Linked DNA regions of Mus musculus: region 2 is linked to region 1. A link is a contact called in public Hi-C data. All regions are on one chromosome and are shown on one strand. Each heading gives the region's core, a stretch centred on a gene start, on an enhancer-like site or on the middle of the called end of the contact. The rest is flanking DNA. Distances are from core to core; before and after follow the strand shown. Region 1 holds the start of Srp14 (signal recognition particle 14). Region 2 overlaps Bub1b (BUB1B, mitotic checkpoint serine/threonine kinase).

Evidence for each region. A called contact is a pair of places that touch in the nucleus more often than the background predicts.
Region 2: a contact with region 1 is called in a Hi-C map of the N1E-115 cell line, with 10 times the contacts expected there. The contact joins the enhancer-like site here to the promoter of Srp14 in region 1. A contact is called at or near these places in 10 of 39 promoter capture datasets (the C10 cell line, the HPC-7 cell line, cranial neural crest and 7 more), 4 of 15 datasets of contacts at CTCF or cohesin (the NIH/3T3 cell line, embryonic stem cells and stem cell-derived epiblast-like cells), 30 of 484 Hi-C or Micro-C datasets (the AML12 cell line, B cells, CD4 T cells and 17 more), 32 of 115 datasets of contacts at active chromatin or transcription factors (the 230-238 cell line, DN3 thymocytes, the HPC-7 cell line and 22 more) and 4 of 9 other capture datasets (adipose tissue, liver, macrophages and 1 more).

What each region holds. Positions count from the first base shown.
Region 1 is chr2:118,477,358-118,481,351 of GRCm38.p6, reverse strand. It overlaps Srp14 (signal recognition particle 14), which reads left to right and starts at 1,656. Exons shown (of 5, transcript NM_009273.4): 1 at 1,656-1,761; 2 at 1,902-1,974; 3 at 2,319-2,431. The coding sequence starts at 1,738.
Region 2 is chr2:118,631,629-118,635,622 of GRCm38.p6, reverse strand. It overlaps Bub1b (BUB1B, mitotic checkpoint serine/threonine kinase), which reads right to left. Exons shown (of 23, transcript NM_009773.3): 17 at 3,724-3,864; 18 at 3,112-3,212; 19 at 346-495. Among named protein-coding and RNA genes, the nearest start is that of Pak6, 30 kb to the left of the region's middle. Within about 2 kb of position 2,017, at least 4 of the 459 cell types and tissues checked have an H3K27ac peak or open chromatin away from gene starts, as enhancers often do. A contact at or near this core is called in the N1E-115 cell line, where this site is marked.

The sequences.
Region 1 (3,994 bases), core at 407-2,906:
TAATAATGGTTCCTAAATGCTCTAACCTCCCTTCTAGCCCACTACCTACAGGTTATTAGGATACAGGGGAAGTGTATCTGTTTAGAAATTATTCTTTGGAGCAAATCCCACCCCCATTGTCAGGAAATCAGCAGTTCAGTTCATAGCGTTCAGTAGCAGCAGCTCCATCCACTCGCAAATACTTCATTAATACACCGAGAAGCAGCCCAGCAGTCCAACTCAGAAGTGTTGGGATGGCAAACATGAATCAGCAGTGGTGGCATGACCTAGCAGAAACTGCCAGGCCTCCACCAAAACCAGCAGGAGCAATTAAGCCAGGAGAAGTTCTCTGCCATGTCTCTCTGAATGACGTGAAGATCATTGAAGACGCAAGACCGAGAAGCACTCCAAAACTAACTATGCAAGCCCCCATCACTGTCCATTGAGTCCTATTTATACTCCCTCCAAACATCACGTGTCCTCTAAGGGTCTTGCCTCAGTCTGACTTAGCAAAACTCCATGAGTCTGTATCAGCTGACATCACTCTGCCAATTGGCTGGAGTCCGAGGAAGTGGCAAGAAACTGCAGCATATCACCAGAAGTTTTTGTGTGTGTGTGTGTGTGTGTGTGTGTGTGCATTTCTCTCTATGGGGTCATGACAAACGGAGCTCAGCTACTCAATGTAAGGTGAACCAATGCATGCATGTTGTTATCGAAGAATCCTTCATCTCTCATTCTTTCTAAACATCCTTTTACCTGTGTCTGCTTCAGCGAAATGTTCTTTGATATAACCGATTTACCAAAGAAACCAGAAGTTTCCACTTTAGGCTGGCCTTGAACTCAGAGATCCTCTGCCTGTCTCTGCCTCCTGAGTGCTGAGATTAAAGTCATGGGCCATCATTCTTGTCTGAATTTAAGATTTTTAAACATCTTAAATCCAGATACTCACACTCCACCGATGAGCCACTCCCTCCCCACTCCCCTCTTTCTACCAGGAACAACATCTGAGCCTTCTGTGGCTATGGGCCCTGCTAACGGTGGCAAAGGCCCCGTGTGATCCCCGGCTCCTTCTCCAATCACTTTCACATATTTTCCCACCCTCTGAAGTAGGATAGAAAGAAAAAACTATGGACCCTGGAAACAAAAAAAAAAAAACAAAACAAAAAAAAAAGCACCTTTTTCTGGGGTCTAGCCTGTGCTTCCTGCTGACTTCAGCACTGCCGATGAGATAGATCAACAGTGCCTTCAGAGCAAGTACTCTTTGTCTAAAGATACCTCAAACAAAGATACTGAAACAGCGAACTCTGCTGTTTTAGCTTTCGGCTTTGAGTTTAACTTGGAGCTCCTTGGCCACTTATTCCTAAATGTAAACAATGCATCTATAAAAACACCTCACATCTTCATCTTCATCAGCAAGTTCTGAGAAACCAGATCATTGTGTAAAAAATGGGGAAAGTGAGTCAGTGGACTCTTGGGTGACTTGCATATGTCTATCCAGTCTTTCTTTTGCTCTCATTCCCTCCTACAGCCTACGGTGTAGCTTGACAACGCAGTCCAACCACCGAAAGCAAGCGTCACTCCTCATCCTGGATAGACGCGGGAGGAGGCGCCGAGCGCGCAGGCGCAAGGCAACCCGAGCGAAGCGAGGATTGACGGAAGACGTGCAACTAAAGCGGAAGTCCCGCCCAGCGCGAGCGAGTTTTCCGGCTGTAACCGCTGGAGGCTTCTGCTGACGGCGTCGGACCTGCGGAGCCCAGGATGGTGTTGCTCGAGAGCGAGCAGGTACCGGCGGCCCCGGAGGGCCCGGGACTCGAGCGAGTGGGGTCAGCTCGGGTCGCGGTTCTCCCTTTGCGGGCGGGCCGGGGCCGTGAGGCGGCGGGGCGAGGAGCGGAGGCTGCCTAACGGGGCGTGTTGTGTTGCAGTTCCTGACGGAGCTGACCAGGCTCTTCCAGAAGTGCCGCTCGTCGGGCAGCGTGTTCATCACCCTCAAGAAATGTAAGCAATCTCCGGGGCCGCCTGGGAGGGGACAGCCCGGCCCCCGGCCTGTCCGCACCGGCCACCTCCGGGGCTCGTGGCCGGTGCGGCGCCGGCCACCCACTCACCGTGACAGTGGGGCCCCAAGTGTGTCCGACGCCCGTTGTCAGGCAGCCCGGCCCCCGCTCCGTTAGTGAGGAAGAATATGCCTCGGGGTCCCAGTGTTTATCGAGCGAGTCGTTGCTCCTAGTTTTGGCTGTATCCTGAGTGATGGCGGACCCTTCCTTACGATCATCACTTTGGACCCAGAAGCAACGCCTGTGGTGGTGTTTACCTGGGTGGACTTTTTTTTTTCTTAAACACAGATGACGGTCGCACCAAACCTATCCCGAGGAAGAGTTCTGTGGAGGGCCTCGAGCCCGCAGAAAACAAGTGTCTGTTGAGAGCCACGGATGGGAAAAGGAAGATCAGCACCGTGGTGAGCTGGAGGCCTTTCTTAAGGCTCTGCTTTCTTTTGAGTTGGCCTGGCCGACTCAGAAAAAGTCAGTTTTCTCTCAAGTAGCCAAGGTACAGGAGCAACCTATCTCAGTGCTAGCTAGGGGAACACATTTAAAAAAAATTAAAATAGTGTCTTGCAGTCTACTCAGGCTGACTTTGAACTTGTGATTTAGGAAGCTCACACCAGGCGCTTCAGCCCGTGCTGGTGTCACAGGAGTGTCTCATCAACTGAGACAGATGACAGTGATGGTTTTTGTGAAGTTGGAGATGTGACCCAAGCCAGGGTCTTCATCCCGCTAAGTCATCGCTCTGGGTTGAGCCTCACCCCCACCCCGAGGGAGGAGGGGCATGTCAGGATTAGGTCCGGGTCCCCCTTCCCTGTCATTTTGGCCTGTCACTCCCAGGCTGTTGTGGGATCAGGATCTACTTCTGCTTCTTTTTGGTGGAGGGGGTGGGTTGTTTGGTTGGGATAAGGTCTCGGGTAACTGAGGTTCCTTAGGTCGCCTCTGTCTCCAACGTGGTGGAATCCTAGGTGTGCACCACCTTCACAGTTCCTGTTTTTGTAGGACAAACTATCAGCAATAAACTGTTAGGCAGAAAGTAGAGGCCGAATGCTTGTTCTGCTGGAGTCCGTGGTAGTGAGCATGTGGTCCGTTTTCCTAGGAGTTGCTGTGAAGCATGACTGGCTGTGTTTTCTTTCTCTGCTGCTCCATCAGTACATAGGTTCTGGGAATTAGATGATTATTTTTAACCTGTTTTTTTCCAGGTCTTTGTGGCTCACTTAACAAATGTAGCTACAGGTTAGGCTTGGCACTACAGAGGATATCTAGTCAAGAACCATGATCTTTTTATGAAAGGGTGAATATGCAAAACAAAGATTCCCTGGATTCAGAGCGAATGCTTCTTAATTCTATAGCGAGCCTGTAATGACAGTAGTACAGGATACTCAGGAAACTGCGGACGGTAGCTGATGTTCTCTTGAGACGACTGTCAAGGTAAAGCAAGGCTACATTGCCGTTATGGTTGGCTGCCACAAATGTGAAACAGCCTTTTTCCTAGGTATTATTTCTTTTATGACAGTTTGAATTGTGCTTATATCAGTCTGAATCAATGGAAGATAGAGTTTCATGAGACAGGTCCTTGCTTATCCAGCCCATCCTGGCCTGGAGCTTGTTCCTGTTCAGGCCAAGCCTGCCGAGCACTGGGACTCCAGGCCAGAGCCACCACGTGCTCAGCAGAGGGAGAAGTTTGGATGTAGTTTGCATAATAAAATGAACACTTTTGACAAGTCCTCTGATATCGCTCAGAATCCAAAGAGAAAAACGTAGGGGCATCTGTATAAGGTTTTTTTTTTGTTTTTTTTTTTTTTGTTTTTCGAGACAGGGTTTCTCTGTATAGCTCTGGCTGTCCTGGAACTCACTTTGTAGACCAGGCTGGCCTCGAACTCATAAATCCGCCTGCCTCTGCCTTCCAACTGCTGGGATTAAAGGCGTGCACCACCATGCCCGGCTCTGTATAAGGTTGTTTTTTGTTTTACCTTAAA
Region 2 (3,994 bases), core at 768-3,267, 150 kb before region 1:
CTTTGAACTCAGAGATCCTCCTGCCTCTGCCTCCCCAGTGTTGGCATTAAAGGTGTGCGCCACCACCACCTGGCTGGTCTATTTCTAGATGCTTGAAAGGAATTTTGTATTAAGTATCTTAAAATTTTAACTACATTTATTTTTATGTGTGTGTGTGTACATGCCATGATGTGGAAGTGGAAAGAAGAGAACAATTTATCAGGTTTAATTCTTGTCACAATATTCCCATTGGGGTTCTGGGGATCCCGCTCAGGCCATTGGACCTGGCAGCCAGTGTCAAGCCATCTCTGCAGCGCTGGATGAAATGCCTAGCATAGATGGAGTGTGTGCAGTAGTATCACAAACCTGAAGGGTGGAGCAGTTTATATACTGGTACCAAACAACATGGCCATCTTGGTACTGACAGCAGCTGCAAAGCTGGTCATAGTCCTCATTCAGACGCTCCTTCAACTTGAGGTTGATATAAAAATCCCACGGGATAGGCTGAGATGATGCCTGTAAGACAGAATATTTAAAATGGAAGGGCAATTAGAACATGCGGATTGATTAGGCTGGCAGATTGGAAGCACTGTTGGAGACAAGATCTCACAATGTAGCCCTGGATGGCCTAGAACTCTCTCTACAGTACTGTAAGGGGAGGTGCTGATACTATGGTCTAGTTCTCTAATTGGTTCTTGATTTGTCAGTAGAGAAGGCTGGGAGCTAATTGTTGCTGGGTGGGTGGTACAGGTGAGACCTCTGGGTCCCAGGAGGAAAAGGCAGAAAGGAAAAATAAAGACATTTACTTTGTGTGTGTGTGTGTGCGTGTGTGTGTGTGTGTGTGTGTGTGTGCATATGTTGTGGCAGGGGTATGAAGGTGACAGGACATTTACTGTGTGTGTGTGTCGTGGCAGGGGTATGAAGGTGACAGGACATTTACTGTGTGCGTGTGTCGTGGCAGGGGTATGAAGGTGACAGGACTGACGACGTTTTTCCCTGCCCGTTTCCGGGACTGAACTCAGGCTGACAGGCTGGTGGAAAAGCACCTTCATCCACTTGGCCACCTTGCTAACCCAAGAAAACAATTTAAAACTTCATTAATATCTCAGCAAAATAAAAAATATTTCCTCTTCGCACGAAATGTAAAAACCTATAAAAAGGATAGGCTGTGGTGATAAGAGTGTGAGCCTGCAGGTCGTACAGTGCAGGACTTGGTCGATGGGCATAACGGAGACAGGGTGCAGGGCAACATCCGGTAAGTCACACAGCACGTGCATTATGTCAGTGCTGTAAGTAACATGACAGTGATTTAAAGCATGGGAACGGTCTGTGCGTCATCTGCAATGACTGTCAGTTACAGAAAAGACTAGAGGGCCTTCGGTGTGGGTGTCCCGCACAGGGAGGGGAGCTTCAAGTGCAGTCACCTGCAGCTACCAAGAGACAACTGCACTAAAGGAAAAGAGCAGCAGCAGCGGTGGCTGGAGGAGGAATAAAAAGATTTTGCGTTTTCTTTTGCTTGTCTGTGGGTGGGTAAGGACATCCAATTCAGGTTCCCTCAGAATTCAGGCCTCAGATCGCCGGGAGCTGCAGTCACAGGTGGTTGTGAGCCACCCACTATTGGTGTGATGACTCAGTGGGCAAAGGTGTTTTTCACCAGCCCATATGATGGGAGAGAACTAAGAACCACAAACTGTCCTCTGATCTATACACACAAACACAAATAAATCCTAAACAAAGAAATAATTGTACAGGAAAATGAATGCACTAATATGAGAAATTACAAATTGAGAAAGCAGAAAATTGAAAGAAACATCTTTTCCTCATAGAAAATGTCACGCCTGAAAGGACCCCAGACTGAGATGTGTACTGACGTGTGCCTAGCACTTGGATGATAACAGACTTACATCACAGTGTGGGACTCTTACACCACAACAAGACTTCCAGGATCTAAAGATAAGGGGAGATTTCACACAAAGCCACTAGAATTATAATGACAGCTGGCCCTGGTGACACATGCCTGTAATCCAATTATGCAGGAGGCAGAGACAGGAGGATTACTGGTTTGAAGCCAACCAGGCCTACATAATGACCTTTATCTTACACCACCAAGATGACGGACGCTCACCAGAGTAAACTTCTGTTCGCACAAAAGCCCCACTGCACTTGTAGAGCCTGACTGCACAGTGGCTGACTCCTGACCCCCTTTCCTTCGTCCCTTCGTACACTAGCCAAAAGCTAAAGACTATGAGGCTGGACCCCAACCAGCCGAGAAAAGACACAGTCACCACATCGCCACTAACGCCCAGAGAGCATCTGTGACGGGGTGTGCGTGCTTTGGGGTCGAGCAGCACATCCTCTTGCAAACAAAATTGCTCTGCTGAGCTTAAAAACAAAAACAAAAACCAAACAAACATCAGGATGGCAAAGACTTCAAAGGCAAGGTGAGGAGCTGAGGACACGCCTCGGTGGTGCTGCGTTTGCCTAAGTAATGTCTATATTCAGGTTCTAAAACTGTGCGGGAAAATACACCAAGAAACCAGTCAACCAGATAACAGTAAGAAAACAAACAAAACCAAGCACAGTTATAAAATAAGGCTTTAGAATTCTAAAAAAAAAATAAAGAATTCTGTATCCAGTCATGCTACCGATAATGAAAAGACAGAGAATAAGGAATTTTCAGACCCAGAGGGTTTAAAGACCCTTTGCTTTCAGTTCCTCAGAAAGGCACTAAAGGGTGTACTTTTCCAAAATAAGAGGAATTAAACCAAGGAAGAAACGGGAGGGAAAGGGTGTCCAGGTTCCAATATAAGAAAAACAAACTGAGGTTTCCCCACAGTGATGGAGAACTGAGATTTCAAGGTATATGTGTGAAGGCTAGAATACAACCTGTCCCGAGAGGAGCAGTCCACACACTCCAGGGCCTGTTTCCTCAGAAAGAGAAAGCCGGAAGGATACCTCGTAAGCTTAGACATGAGAGCGCATGTGCACAGCCACCCCTCAGTTTTTAGCTTTGATCTTGCCCTAGAACGGTGACTGACTTTTTGGCGTCCTAGGTTTTACAGTACTACAAGGACACACTATCTCTTCTTTGCTGACTTACAAGGTGATGAGATCACAAAGGGCCCACCTCACCTTTATCATGGTTAGCTCTGCAGAGCTTCTTGGTGCCACCCAGAATAACCTGTAATCGTCACATGTTAGGTGCTCTTGCTTGATGACGTAATCCTCAGGACCTGTTGAGAAGGTTTGGTTCCATTTTAAAGTCACTGTGAATATATGTAGGTCCTTACACTTTACCTCCTGGCTTAAGTGTGAGAAGTGCTAGTGTTTTTGCCATTAAGTGGCATCTAAAATACTCTTCAAAGTTATTTATATAAAAATCCAAAGGAGCCCCAGGCAGATGGCAGTTAAGAGGACTTAGCAGTCTTGTAGAGGACTCAGGGTTAATTCCCAGCACCCACATGCCGCCTCACAACCATCTGTAAACGCAGTAAAGGGATGCAACAGGCATTACATACATGCAGGCAAAACAGTAAGTAAAATACATAAATCTAAGAAAAATACTAAAAGAGGCAAAAAAAAAAAAGAAGAAGTAGTATTGTTCCTGTGGCATGAATTATCAATGTGTTAACCTCTCTAATGCTATCTACTACAACCTAGGAGCACTTAGTGTTCAAGGGCCTGTGGCATTCAAATCACTTATGTGTATGTGCAAAAGGACAAGGACTCACACACACTACTTACCTAACTCAATCTCCTTCCCTATTTCCAGCACAGGCATCGGTCGGTCTTCCACAGAAAACTCCGCAAAAGCACTTAATTCTAGTAGGGATTTTAACAGTTGTAGGCGATACTGTGAACACCAGGGTGACTGAATAGCATCTTCTGTGGAGAAAAGAAGTTGAAAATATATATAAATTAATGTTTAAAACACAGTAGTAAAGGGCTGGACAGATAGTTAAGAGCACTTCTTCATCTTCCAGAGGAGCTGAGTTTGGCTTATGTCTCAGAGCTC